Linked DNA regions of Sus scrofa: regions 1 and 3 are each linked to region 2. The links are chromatin contacts, called in public targeted proximity ligation maps. All regions are on one chromosome and are shown on one strand. The core of a region is the stretch at or near the end of the contact, and the rest is flanking DNA. Distances in the headings are between cores, read along the strand shown.

Evidence for each region.
Region 1: a contact with region 2 is called in a targeted proximity ligation map of alveolar macrophages. A contact is called at or near these places in 1 of 47 Hi-C or Micro-C datasets (embryonic fibroblasts) and 1 of 2 datasets of targeted methods (alveolar macrophages).
Region 3: a targeted proximity ligation map of alveolar macrophages shows a contact between it and region 2. A contact is called at or near these places in 1 of 47 Hi-C or Micro-C datasets (embryonic fibroblasts) and 1 of 2 datasets of targeted methods (alveolar macrophages).

What each region holds. Positions count from the first base shown.
Region 1 is chr5:80,285,421-80,289,848 of Sscrofa11.1, reverse strand. No RefSeq gene overlaps it. Among named protein-coding and RNA genes, the nearest start is that of TRNAA-UGC, 46 kb to the right of the region's middle.
Region 2 is chr5:79,915,087-79,919,893 of Sscrofa11.1, reverse strand. All of the region lies in intron 2 of CHST11 (carbohydrate sulfotransferase 11), which reads left to right. Among named protein-coding and RNA genes, the nearest start is that of CHST11, 150 kb to the left of the region's middle.
Region 3 is chr5:79,523,546-79,527,951 of Sscrofa11.1, reverse strand. ALDH1L2 (mitochondrial 10-formyltetrahydrofolate dehydrogenase) reads right to left here. Exons shown (of 24, transcript XM_001926587.6): 11 at 1,091-1,210; 12 at 123-250. It also overlaps the pseudogene LOC102158073. Among named protein-coding and RNA genes, the nearest start is that of ALDH1L2, 33 kb to the right of the region's middle.

The sequences.
Region 1 (4,428 bases), core at 1,484-3,983, 370 kb before region 2:
AAATAGTAGTTTTAGCATAAATCGAACAAGCCTATTAAAAAAAGGCTCTTTAGGGTCAGCAGATGCAAACTATTGCATTTGGAATGGAAGAGCAATGAGGTCCTGCTCTATAGCACAGGGAACTATATCCAGTCACTTGTGATGGAACTTGATAGAAGATAAGAAAATGAATGTATATTTATGTGTAACTGGGTCACTTTGCTATACAGCAGAAATTGACAGAACATTGTAAATCAACTATCATTAAAAAAAAAAATCTCTTCAACAATCACTCCAACTGAACAAAGAAAACAGACTTGGCTCATGGAGGGAGATTTTCTTTGCCTTTAAAAGTCCTGACTGAGTTATATTCGTTATTATGATAGACGGCAAACTCCTGTGTGAGGCTGTTATTAAGATTCACTTCAGCTTGAGGCGGTGTCTATTTTTAAAAGGCTTTGGTTCAGCTTTTATTTGCTTTCCATATTTAAGCAAAGAAACACCCAGAGTTTTCCAAGTGCCTTTTTGACTCTGGGTTGCTCCCAGGAAAAGCAGGAAATAAGCTTGCCCACAAACCCAGATAAAACAAAGAACCTGCACCATTGCCACACATCTGGTGACCAGACAAGTTGCCCAAATCCCAACCGCAATGGAAGTTCCTCACGAGCAGGAAACTCTGTAACCCTAGAACAGAGCCGGATATGGGCTGGATGTTTTAACATATGTTAATTAATTGAAAGAAGGAAAAACAGCACGGTACTGATTGAGAAGAGGGACACACACCCCTGGGCACACACAAACTTGAGGTGGCCCAATGTGGTTTTGGTGTTAAAAAGATCACCCTTGGGAGAGTGGAACTTTTCATTCATTACCACTAGGAGTACAAATGGGGACTGCTTTTCTGGAAAAGCAATTTGGCCATGTGTAAGAAGAGCCTTAAAGCTGTAAACACAAAGATACTCACTGCAACCCCATTCATAATATTTCAAAACAAGCATCAAAGTAAATGTCTAAAAGAACCAGGTGGGCGTAGTGCGGTAGCTCTACTGGAAGGACTATTACACGGCTAGTTAGTAAAGATGTTTCCTCCCTTCTTTTCTTGAGTATGGATTTCCTGCAAGGTCCTAGGCACTGTTCAGGCTTTTGGGATACAGCAAAGGAAAAAATACGTAAAGTTGCTAGTCTGCTGGGGTGTACATTTTTGGAGGAGGGACGTGGAAGCTGGGGAAAAATATAGGACGTGGAAGAATATAGGGCAAATCAGAAGGCTGTCAGTGCCATATAAACAAAAGAGACGGTAAGGGGGTGAAAAGCTGGGTGCAAAACTATTCATTGAGGGGAAAGAACAAACCTGGAAAGAAGGAGTAGACAGCAAATGTAGTTTAAAGGGAAGGATTTTGGATGGTGCTTTTTCCCCCCCTTTTTATGGCCACGCCCCCTGCATGTGGCACGTGGAGGTTCCCTGGTCAGTGACTGGGTCCAAGATGCAGCTGTGACCTACTCCGCAGCTGCGGCAACCTGGGCTCCTTCCACCCACTGCTCCCAGCCTCCAGCCGCGCCTCTGCAGCGACCTGACCCGCTGCAGTCTGATTCTTAGCCCACTGCTCCACAGCCAGGAATCCCTCCTTCTTTCACCTTTGTATTTTCCTGTTTATCTTTGGTGAGTGTATTTTAATGTGAAAAGAAAAAAACGCACTTGCTTGAAAGAGAAGGGGCGCGGGAGCAGGGTGTCGCCGGCGGCGGCCGGCAGGGGGCGCTCGGCCTCCGCTCGGCGTTGCTCGCCGCGCGTTCCCACAGGGCCCCGCGCGCCATGGGCTGCGCCAAGAGCAAGGAGGCGCGGGCGGCCGTGCGGGAAGCCCAGGGCAAGAGAGGACGTGGCGGCCGCTCAGTAGGTATGACCGAGGGCCACGTCGCGGCCCCGGGGCCCTCCAGACGGTCGGCGACCACCGGCCCTGGTTGGGTCCCTCGTCCTGGAGCCTTCGGCCTGGCAGCCCTTGGCCGTCGTCGTGAGCCCGACGACGGGCGCCGGCCTGGAGAATCCAGAAACGGGCGAGGCCTTGGGGATGCCCCGCGGCGGGAAAGAGCCACCGCCCCGTGTTTACCCCAGGACACGTCGGTGGTGGCGGCCGTCCAGGTAGCGTTCAAGGTGGTCGGAGGCTGGTGCTGGGCAGCCACGATCTGAGAAGACCGTTCAGAGCTAACCCTACGGAGAATTACGGGTCCCTTTCCTGCCTGCGGGCTGTTGAGTGTGTATTGAGTTTCCAAAGAAAGGAAACATACTACCCATCGGGAATTACCTTCCTTTCTTGAGAATCCGGGACCCAGGGCTGAGGGTGAAGGAGCTAAGCCCCAAGGGAAGTTTAGGTCTTTTAACTGGGCAGGTCTTGGGTGGCGCCCAAGGACCCCCAGGCCCCCCCCACCTTCTTGCCATCCATCCCAAATCTTATCAGACAGACCTTCCCCTTTCCCACCCCCTATCTTAGCTTCCTTCCCTCCTTCCTCCCTCCCTCCCTTTCACATTTCTGACACCACCATCCCATTTTATCCGTTCAGTTACTCTTTGAGATGGGAAAGGTTGCTTCTGTTTTCTCCACTTTGCAGTTAGTGAATAATAATGGCGAACAGTTATTGAGCAGTGTTTCAAGCACTTGACATGAATTATCTTGTTTCACTTTATCAGCAGTACCCTGAGACGGGTGAATCATACCCTCACATTTTACAGATGAAGTAACTGAAACACAAGGGGTTATGAAACTAGCTGGGATCTAAGCTGAGGCATCTTGGCTCCAAAGTGCAGATCCTAACCCTTGTACAGCTCCCCTCCCCTCTTGGTTTTACAAGTGTGAAAACGGAGACCCAGAAAAGTAACAATTCCCACGAATGGAATTGTTAAATGCTGGAGGATCTGTCTCTTTCAATTTAGTTAGCAGAGCATATGGTGAAAGGCTCAGAGGAATGGAAAAAAACAGCCAAGTGAGGCAGGCAGCTCCTTGGAAGAGCTAGGACTTGGCAGGGAGTGTCTGACGGGAAAAGCTCATGCTCACCCCTGGGAGCAGCTGACAAGACCATCCTGGAGGAGCTGAGGACCTAAGTGGGGGAAGGGAAGAATGGGAGAGAAGGTTGAGTGGGGGGCAGTTCCTGCTCAAGCACAAGCAGCTCGTTTGTGGCCATCCCTTGGCTTTCTTCCCATCTACACAGGGGAGGGTTAGTCTGTGTGTCCTAAATTTGCCTTTCCTGTACCAGGTTTAGGATTTCTCCCATATCCATGTACTACTATTTACTATCTTTAATTACACCCACCCTTTGAAATACTTTTTAAGTGAAGTATACTGTACGTACAGAAAAGTGCAATTATTGTAATACAGCTTACTAAATTTTTGCAAACTAAACAGCCCTATCCAGCCAGCACCCAGGTAGAGAAACACTTCCAGTCCCCCCCAGAAACCCCCCACCACCCATGCCCCTTACTCCCACACCAAGGCAACCACTTGGCTGATTTCTAATAGCATGCATTTCTCACCTGCCCTGCAGTTACTGTTTGAAATAAATTTAGCACTGTTTTAAGCATTAATCTATGAAAGCCCTGCATCGTTCTGGATGTTTTTCTGTACACAGACATATTTGCATCCAATTGAAATTTAAAATGTTCTTTCATGTATCACCTGTAAACATTCTAGAAGGTGTCTTCCTTGGGTATCGCCAGTGATCTGCACACCGGATTTGGTGAAATGTTAGACGACATGTTCTCTCAGTTCCCTCCCACTGCAAAAGTATGTGCCTCGGTTCCAAGAAACTGATTTCTTAAGTGAGCAGCCAGAATCTAATGTGAGGTTTCACACAATCTGGCCCAAGTTGTAATGGTGAAGAATGTCTTAATTGAATGACTCTTCAAGGAAGCAGCTATTACTTAACAGGCACGAGGGACACCAGGAAATAAGGCATGATCTCAGCCCTTAACATAGGGGCTAGTGCGGAGGAATAACAGAAAATGCTGTGTCATCATGTGTAATCAAAAAGGTAGATGGGTACAAGATACCTGGGAAGAAGAGTAAACTTCTGAGTGCTGAGAGTTTATATTTCTACCATGACACACATTCCATCCTATTTTGATTAACTCGTAAACACTTATTTTTCTGACTGGATTTTTGAGAATCAGTGTGTCTTGTTCATTATAACATCTTCCACAGTCCTTGGTGCACTGCCTTGAAGGTGGGAGCCAGTAAATGTATTCATATTGTCCATATGGCAAAGGGCAATTTTTTAGAAGTGAGGAATTTTCTAAAAGCTGATGATACCAGTGCTACCATTTCTTCAGTGAGGCCCGGAGACAGTGTTTCTTAAAGTGTGATCCTAAGACCCCCTGCCAGAGAATGAATTAGGTGAGAATTAGTTGCACAAGAGTGTTTCTCAAAGTGTGGTCCTGAGACCACCTACAAGAGAATTAATACA
Region 2 (4,807 bases), core at 529-3,028:
CAGTCATCCTGTTACTCTCTTCTATTAGACAAATAGGCAATTCACTAATGCTTCTTTACTTTAAAAAACACTAAAAAGGCAAAGCAAAATACCTCTCTCTGAGGCTTCCACAAAACAGGTGCCCTGGGTGTGGAAATTGACCCTGTGAACCTGCTGTTCCGTGTTAGCAAGTGCGCTAACTAGATCTCATTTCTTTTTCTCTCTTCTTTTTCATCTCCAAATCTGCCTGGAAGACAGTGAAAAGCTCATTAATTTGAACGCTGCTAATTTGGACTGTGTAACATTGCCTCCGAGTTCGGCATGCAGTGGAATTCGTGAAGGAAATTCATTGCGGGAACATAATTGGAAAAGACAAGTCTTGGAGGGCCGGGAGGTACCTGGAGTGATCCAGTCCTTTCCCTTGGTAGCTTTTTGTGTTCAGATGAAGCAATTGAGACCCAGCAAGTGGACTTGGCTCCTCCAAGCTCACCCAGTGGAATTGTTTCCCCTCTTTCAGGACAGCAGCCTAATGCACAGAGTCTTGTTTGTGTGTGAAAGACACAGGCACTTTACAACCGTGGGTTCCTTTCACTGTGTGGAGCTTCACATATTAAAAGTACATTTAAAAGAATATTCTGCATTGCAAGCTTTCCCCTAATTGTGACTGGCCTTCTCCCAAGTTAGTTTGAGCTATTTTGGTGAGGTTTTATAGTGATTTAATAAGAAAAGCTTCTTAAAAAACCTCGTAAAACCTTCTGTTCAATTCTTTCTAACCAGCACTCCCTCTTAGAATTATGTCACTAACAGCTTCTTTTTAAAAGGCCAGAACGTTTGTCTATTCATCTGAACCTTAAAAGCAGCATTCATGGAACCCCTGAGAAACAAGACGTGGAATACTTTATAGGATGGGGGAAGAGTGAATGAAATAACGCGTGTGAAAGAGTTCTATACATTTGGGAAGCATATGCAGATGCTTTATGTTTTTCTTAATTGCCATCTCTGGTCTGGGCAGCCCCCAAAGCCTGGTCCAAATATGCTTGTGGCTATCAAGGCAGCATTTCCTTGGAGCTTCCTCAGGGAATGGGCTGTTTTTCCATGTGATTTTTTTAAAAAAGTAAATGAGATGCTTATTTATTAATCTAAATCAAGCCGCACATCCTTTCTCTGGAGTCAGACCCGTTAGGGTACCAGAGAGCAATCGGCAGATGATTTAGTGAGCCCGGGTTCAGAGCCCCATTGAGGCAGAAAAAATTATAAGGTGTTCTTGGCCTTGGAACTTGAGGAAGTCTCTGCACAGTCGTGGTGAACAAGGGTGGGGCGCCCCCAGTACTGGGGCTGGAGGGCGCTTCTGAACCTCTCCTTCTTGAGTAGTTCATGCATCGTTAACTCCATTTTGGAGTTGTGGAAGATGAAGGCTTATTCCCTATTCCTAAGCCCGGTTCTCTGCTTGGTGAGACGATGGTGATGGTGGTGATACAGCAGTGGAAGTGGTCAGAGCCAGAAGAGTCGTTTGGGCCTGTGTTCCTTGCACACTCACTGTGTGCCAGACACTCTTCGGGTGCTTTGCTGCCAGCTGAATCCTCACAACCCTAGAATGTAGAAACTTTGTTGGACAGGTGCCAAGGAACAGAGAGGTGAACAACTTGCCTGAGGTCACACAGCCGGCAAGGGACAGCAACGGGAAGTCAACTCTGGCCATCTCATGCCCCCTCGCTGCTGGCACAGGGCTCTGTCTCCATCTGCCAAGGCTCCTGCAAGTCCCAGAACACATGCTGCTCCCCACATGGTGACTCAGAGGCCTGGGAGCAATGCGTGTCAGGGCCTCGGCCTCAAGTCTGAGGTCAGGAGACAGGAGACGGCAGTGCTCTTGCTTAATCCCCAACGTCCCATTTTTCCTGAGTTTCCTTCGGGGGCCTTATCTGCAGCTGACAAGTGCTGACAGGTGGCCCCTCACCTCACGGGGCCCGCGACCACATGCGCCTAGACCGTCTCGTCAGGGTTCAGTTTTTTGCTTTCAAGAAAAGACAAAAGGAAAAAAAGGTTTCTCTTTTCAGCTGTCAGGGTCACAACATGAGCCTCTCAGAGCTTGCTGAGTGTGGAAGCATTTCCGGTTTCCTTCTCAGAAAGCAGCAGTGGGGCCACTGGTATCAGTGCAGTGAGTTTCTATTATCCAGGGTGATGCAGCGTTGACTTCGTCTGATGGAAGAGGCCCAGCACCAGCGGTAACGAGGGCTTCGTTTCATTTGCGCTGGCCTCTCCCTCCCTCTTGAGTCTCATCTCAAGCCCCTCTTCCCCTTCCCACTATACAGGCCCTGGCTCAGTTCTCCTGCTGTACTGGCTTTTTCCTGCCTCTGGGCCTTTGCACATGCTATTCTGCTGCCTGAAAAGCTTTCTCCTCTCCTCCCCTCTAATTGGTGGACTCCTGCTCAGCCCGAGGACCTGTTCTGTGGTCTCTTAGCCCCTTTACCTCTCTTTTTTAGCCCTTTACCGACTGTAATTATTTTAGTTTTCGTTATTTAAGTGCCTTCTTCCCTGTTGGTCGCCAGGGTCTATGCTGGGTGCCTCTGTGCCTGCTTTGTGGCTAATGTTGTTCCTGAAACAGGGTGAGGAACCTGGGGAGATGGGGTGAGAATGGGGTACCCCAAGTTTCATAAGAGCTGGGTCTCCTGCTCAAGCTACTCAGTGACTCCTTTTCCATCCATCCTAGATCCCAGAATGACACATAGGAAAGTGGTGAAGGTGAGAACTCTAGACCCAGGCTGTCTGGGTGTGTATCCCAGCCTTGCCTCTTACTGGCTTTATTTATTTTTTTTTTTATTGCCACCTCACAAATGACCACAAAACTTAGCGGTTGACAGCAACACACATTTATTATCCCAGTTTCCATGGCTCAGGAGTCTGGGCAGGCTTGGCTGGGCCTCTGCGCAGGGTCTCACCAGGCTGCAGGCCAGGTGTCTGCCAGGGCGACGGTCCATGCCAGGCTCAGGTCCCTTTCCAAGCTCTCGTGGTTATTGGCAGAACTCGTTTTCTTTTAGCTGTCAAAAATCACAGCAGCTTGGTTTTTCCAGGCCAGCAACAAGAGTCTCTCTGAGCATATAGAAAGGCTCAGCCCTACTTAAAATGCTTACCTAATAAGGTCAGGCCCATCCAGGATACCTTTCTTTTAGATTAGCACAGTCAACTGATTAAAGACCTTAACATCTGCAAAATCCCTTTGCTTTTGCCCGATAATGTCCCATAATTATGGAAGTGATGTTCCATCATCTTCCCAGGTCCTCTGTGCTCAAGGGGGAGAGGATTATACACGGCCTGTACATCAGAGGGGCAGGAATCACAGGGACCGGCTTAGAATTCTGACGGCCACTCTATCTGTGTGGCCTTGGGTAAGCTGCTTAACCTCTCTGTGCCACCGTTAGCCGCCTCTGTAAAGTGGGAACAGGAGTAGTACCCACTTCATAGGGCTTGTGGCGATGATTAAACGAGCTCATTTATGTTAAATGCTTAAAACAATTCCTGGCAGGTGGTGCGTACTCTGTAAATGGTAGCTGTTACAATCATAAAGATGATAATCCCTAACCAAGCCAGGGGGATCCAAGTTTAGAAATCCAACCCACCAACTGGCTGGAAAATGACATCTGAGAAGCCAGGCTGAACGAGAAAGAAGAGACTGGAAAACATCAATGAGCTTGGTAAATTGGCCGTGCTAAAAGGGAAAGCTGACGGCCTCCACTCCACGGGGCGAACACGGGCGAGGCAGATGGAAAGCTGTATCTAGTTGCTAAAGCAAAGTGGATATAAGTGGTGCACGTGCCCCCACTTGGGTTCCTTTCATTAAAACATCTCTTCTCAAGGCAAAGAGGAACGTTCTCTCTCTCAGGAAGCTTAAAATCCCTTACGTGAGGAATTTTCATCAAAACTGACATCCCAGATATGAAGCAATGAGCATAACTGGATGTTTGGGCAGCTTTTGTAAGCAGCTGTCCCCTCAGATTTAGGTCTGACCTCGAGGAAGGCTTTCTCCTGAAACAGGATCCCAGTTGGTTCAGTTTTAAGATAAGGGTCCCTTGTCACCCCAGTGAGCCTCACCATCACATGAACCAGTGCTGTGGGATGTGGAAGCCTGCTCCGTGGTGCATGTGCTTTGCTGGAGGGAGTTAGGCATTGACTTGTTGCTCAGTCTGGGATGCTGTTAACCAAACGTGGGCAGACGTGGTGAGGTGAGTCAATGAAGCAAGCTCACGGTGGCATATTTATGCCTCACAGCTGGCAGGGAGAGAAAGATGACGCAGCTTCTGTCTTTGGAAGGGAGTGGCTTCACTGCAATTGCTTTCACTTGGGTCACTCAGGGCGAGTCATTTGCTTCTTTGGATCGTATGCTTTGCATCAGATAGATCAATTCAAGTACCGTTGATTGGGGTGGTGGACAGCGCTGGTGCTCTGCCCAGACCCCCTTGCATCCACTTCTGGTTCCTGGGCACCCATCTTCCAGCTTCTATGAGCTGTGTTTCTTTTCTTTTTCTTTTTAAAAAAAACAACTTTTTTTATTGCTCAATGAATTTATTACATTTGTAGTTGTACATTGCTCATCACGTTTTATAGGATTTCCATCCCACAACCCCAGCGCATCCCCCCACCCCCCAAACTGTCTCCTTTGGAAACCTACGAGCTGTGTTTCAAATGGTACACCTGTGACTTGCTTCTGAGGCTGCATTTGGGTTCCTGGAGTTGCTTCCTCGAATGCCCAGAGAGGGGGAAGAATCTAGCATTTACCTTTTCCCGGGCACCCTTTAGCCCATCTCTGTCACCTTAAGTCAAGACAAACTCAGAA
Region 3 (4,406 bases), core at 227-2,726, 390 kb after region 2:
GCAAGTAACAAAAGACATGCTGTATAATTGGTGCATACTAAAATGCTCAGAGGAAGTTTTTAAAATCTTGGCAATGTTAGTCAATATCTGAAGGCCACAGACTTGCATTCTTAAAAACATACCTGTACATCAATCTTCCTCTTTCTCGTGCATTCATTCTTCCCCATTCACCATTTTCAAAAGCATCTTTTGCTGCGGCTACTGCTTTATCAACATCCACCAAAGAAGCATAGGATACTTTGCATATTATCTATTTCAATACAAGCAAAAATAAATTATGGGTTATTTATATAAAGAGATACAAAAATATGTTTCTTGGAATTAATATTATATTACAAAATCCAAAGAATTTTTTTCTGATAGAAAATGAATACTTCCAGTAATATAGTAAAGACAAAGAAACAATTTTTTTTTTTGCTTTTTAGTGTCACACCTGTGGAACACAGAAGTTCCCAGGCTAGGGGTCAAATTGGAGCTGCAGCTGCTGGCCTACACCACAGCCTAACACAGAATCCTAGCCATGTCGGCGACCTATATACCACAGTTCACTGCAACTCCGAATCCTTCAACCACTGAGTAAGGCCAGGGATCAAACCCGTATCCTCATGGATACTAGGTGGATTCTGAGCCATGACAGGAACTCTGAAGGAAACAATTTTACCATGAAAATTGTGAGTCTAAAATTTGCTGCTTCTCATGTCAGGCTACACTACAGGAAGACACATTTAGGAAACTGTAACTATTTCTTCTTGTGCCTTAGGGAAGCTGAATTTCTCACCATGCGCTTGCAGAGACTAAGATTTTTTTCACACATATAGCTTTATGTGAAATTATACCTCTAATGTGTGTAAGTATAGCTTCTGTCTAATTTCATCACAAATACTCCTTCTACAAAGTAGGTTACTATAGCTAACAAGAGCCAGTACCAGAATTCAATAGTTGAAAGAAATGCATGAAATACACATATATTGAGTGCTCAGTGGCCGAGTAACAGAATAAAGAAACTTCTTAATACTGCTTTGTTTTATAACTGTATATAAACAAAAAATCCATGATCAATGGCCACTGCCCACACTAAATAATTACTCACAGATCCATCTGTTGGGTTGATAGTGTCATAGGTCTTTCCATCATCAGCATCTGTGAATTGTCCATTTATGAAACACTGATATGGCATTTTTACTGTCATTTCATTGACCTCCTTGGAAACCTAAGAAAGAAATCATATTAATAGACTCAATGGATTCTGTGCTTATGCATTTGAAGCTTATTCACTAATGCAGAGGGAAAATTTAAATCAATGGGATTCTAGTGCTTACACTCCAGAAGAGACAAGAATACATAATATTTAGGCCTCATGATTCTCAGATTGCCATGGAAGCAGAGAGTCAGCATCTGTGATGACTAAAGTGCTGGAGGCTATGCTTTATAAAGCTCTGATTTTCTTTCTCATAGAGATGAAAGATAACTGAGACCACCATACAATGGAAACACCACCATCTAGTGGCAACATCTGTGAAATGCAGGCACTGCTGTCATTTAAAATCTTGAAATTGCCTTTGTCAGTTAAGTTTCCTTTTACACTTGTGCCATTTTAAGTTTCCTTTCCTGTGTTTTTCTCTATTTTCACTTTCGGTCTCTTACATATATGTTGCTTAAATTGTACTCTCTAATATTAGCTAGCAAATGAATTTAGGCTAGTCCATTAACCTATTAATCTCAGTTTTTTCAACAAAATATAGATAATATACCTATTTCATATAGTTAATATGAGAAATACTTTTTCAAAAATATGAGAAATAATTAAAACAACATGTGAAAGAGCATTATTGGCATAAAACTTCACATCAAAGAAAGGTATTAAAAAGGAAATTTAATAATTTAAGAAACTATTTTATATAGAGAAATTGATGATGCTTAGAAAAGAAATAAAAATAGCAAGAGGGGTATCTTGCCTTGTCCAATACCAACTGCTCATGTTCCATAGAATATTTCTATTTGTTTGTGTAAGTTATAATGACGGAAACAATCTGAATTGATGTATTCAGCCCCTGCATGTAGTCCACTTTTCTTTTTTCCTCTTTTTTTTTTTTTTTTTTTTTTTTTTTTTTTTTTTTTGTCTATTTAGGGCCACACTGGCGGCATATGGAGGTTCCCAGGCTAGGGGTCAAATCAGACCTGCAGCTGCTGGCCTACACAACAGCCACAGCAATGCCAGATCCAAGCCACATATGTGACCTGCAACACAGCTCACAACAATGCCAGAGTGAGGTCAGGGATCGATCCTGTGTCCTCATGGATACTAGTCAGATTCATTTTCACTAAGTCACGACAGGAACTCCTAGTCCAGTTTTTAAACTCATCATTTTGGAGTTCCCATCGTGGTGCAGCAGAAACAAATCTAACTGGCACCAATGAGGATGCTGGTTTGATTCCTGGCCTCACTCAGTGGGTTGGGGATCTGGCGTTGCCATGAGCTATGGTGTAGGTCAAACATGGCTCAGATCCCATGTTGCTGTGGCTGTGGTGTAGGCTGGCAGCTGTAGCTCCGATTCAACTCCTATCCTGGGCATCTCCATATGCCACTGGTGAGACCCTAAAAAGCAAAAAATTAAAAAATTTAAAAAATAAACTCATCATTCTGGAAATATGCTAAACGTCTTACATTTGATTCTCTCAGCAATCCTATCACCTGGGTGTTAGTATTATTCCATTTAACATTCGAAGAAACTGAAACTTAGAGAAATTAAGTAATTTGCCAAAGGTCACATAGCTAACAATGTTACTTGGATTCAAATTTAGGTTAGTTTAACTCCAAAATTCATGTTCTCAACCAGATGATGCTAAACTGCTTTCCAAACTTACCTTTTATTTTTAAAAAAATGAATAAAAAGCACTTCTGGAATAGTAAATTAAGGACCTTTGAAAATCTGAAAGAACATTAGAAAAAAGAAAAGTGGACAATAGAAAATACTGTCAAAATTATTTTTCTCAGGACTCTGGAAATTAATCAGAGGCTTGCAAGAATCCATTTAATCAAGAAGAATGTTTATAAGAACAGTGAGCTTTGTGGCATGTTAATTTATCCCATTCCCATCTCTCTCGACAGCTCTGCAGTAACTTGAAAATCAACATCCTTGCAAGTATGGGAGCTGTGAAAAACAGCAGCAGTCTATTAGCTATGAGGGAGAAAATTGGTCTGAGCTCTCCAAAAGCCTCATCCCAAGACAGTTGTTATTATTTGGCCTGGTAGCTCCATGAAAAGCTCCATTCTCAGGGCTTATTTTAATTTGACCTGATTCAGAGCTTTCTATACATAAACATCCTATCTCTAGGCGTTCGTCAAAATAATCAGTGGCAACTGTTTAATATTGTAGCTGCCCAAGGCTGTAATACCAACTGGGGCTAACAAATAGGTGATCAAAGGACTTAAAATGAAAAATGGGCATGAGATATCCACAGGGATCTTTAAGAAGCTCTGACATATTCCTGGGAATCTAGAAGACCAATCTAGTATAAGACTTGTGCATGTGCTTTAAAAGCCCTAATTTCTTACCTGTGGCTGACCTGAAACTCTGTGCAAGTAAGAAATGTGTGAAGACTACGAAAGCATTGTAAACTGCTTGCTGGGGCTTTAAAGGTATACCCTAACATACAGCCCTCATTAAAAGCTGGGAGACTTACTGGTTCAAGGAATTTAAAGAAATCTATGTATAACCATTAGTTGACCACTCAGTTAACCAAGCAGGGACTTAAGTAGTGGAAAACAACAAAGAATACAAGCTTTGCAGAATTAGTCCAGGAAAATCACTAAACAAAGAAAAAGCAACAACAACCAGCAGCAACAATACCTAAGAAGGTAGGTGGGGTCTGATTTCCAGAATTGTCATATTCTATTATTTAAGAATGTCTATTTTTTGGAATTTCCTTGTGGCACAGTAGGTTAAAGATCAGGCATTGTCACTGCAGTGGCTCGGGGTCACTACTGTGGCATGGGTTTGATCTCCACCCTGGGAACTTCTGCATGCTGCAGGCATGGCCAAGAAAACATACCACGAAATGAAACAAAAAGCAAAAACAAAAAGGTCAAATTTTCAACAAAAGATCATAAGAAATGCAAGGAAACAAACAAACAAAAAAGGCCCATACACTGGGGGGGGGGAGACAGTTAATAGAAATCACTTAGAAGAAGATTAGACATTGGATTTATTACACAAAGATTTTAAATAAGCTTTTATAAATATATTAAAAGAGCTAAAGGAAAGTATGTCTAAAGAATTAAAGGAGGAGTTCCCTCATGGCAAAGTAGGTTAAGGATCCAGCATTGTCCTTAATGTGGCTTGGGTCAATGCTGTGGTGCCAGTCCGATCTCTGGGCCAGGAACTTTCACATGACCTGGGTGCAGC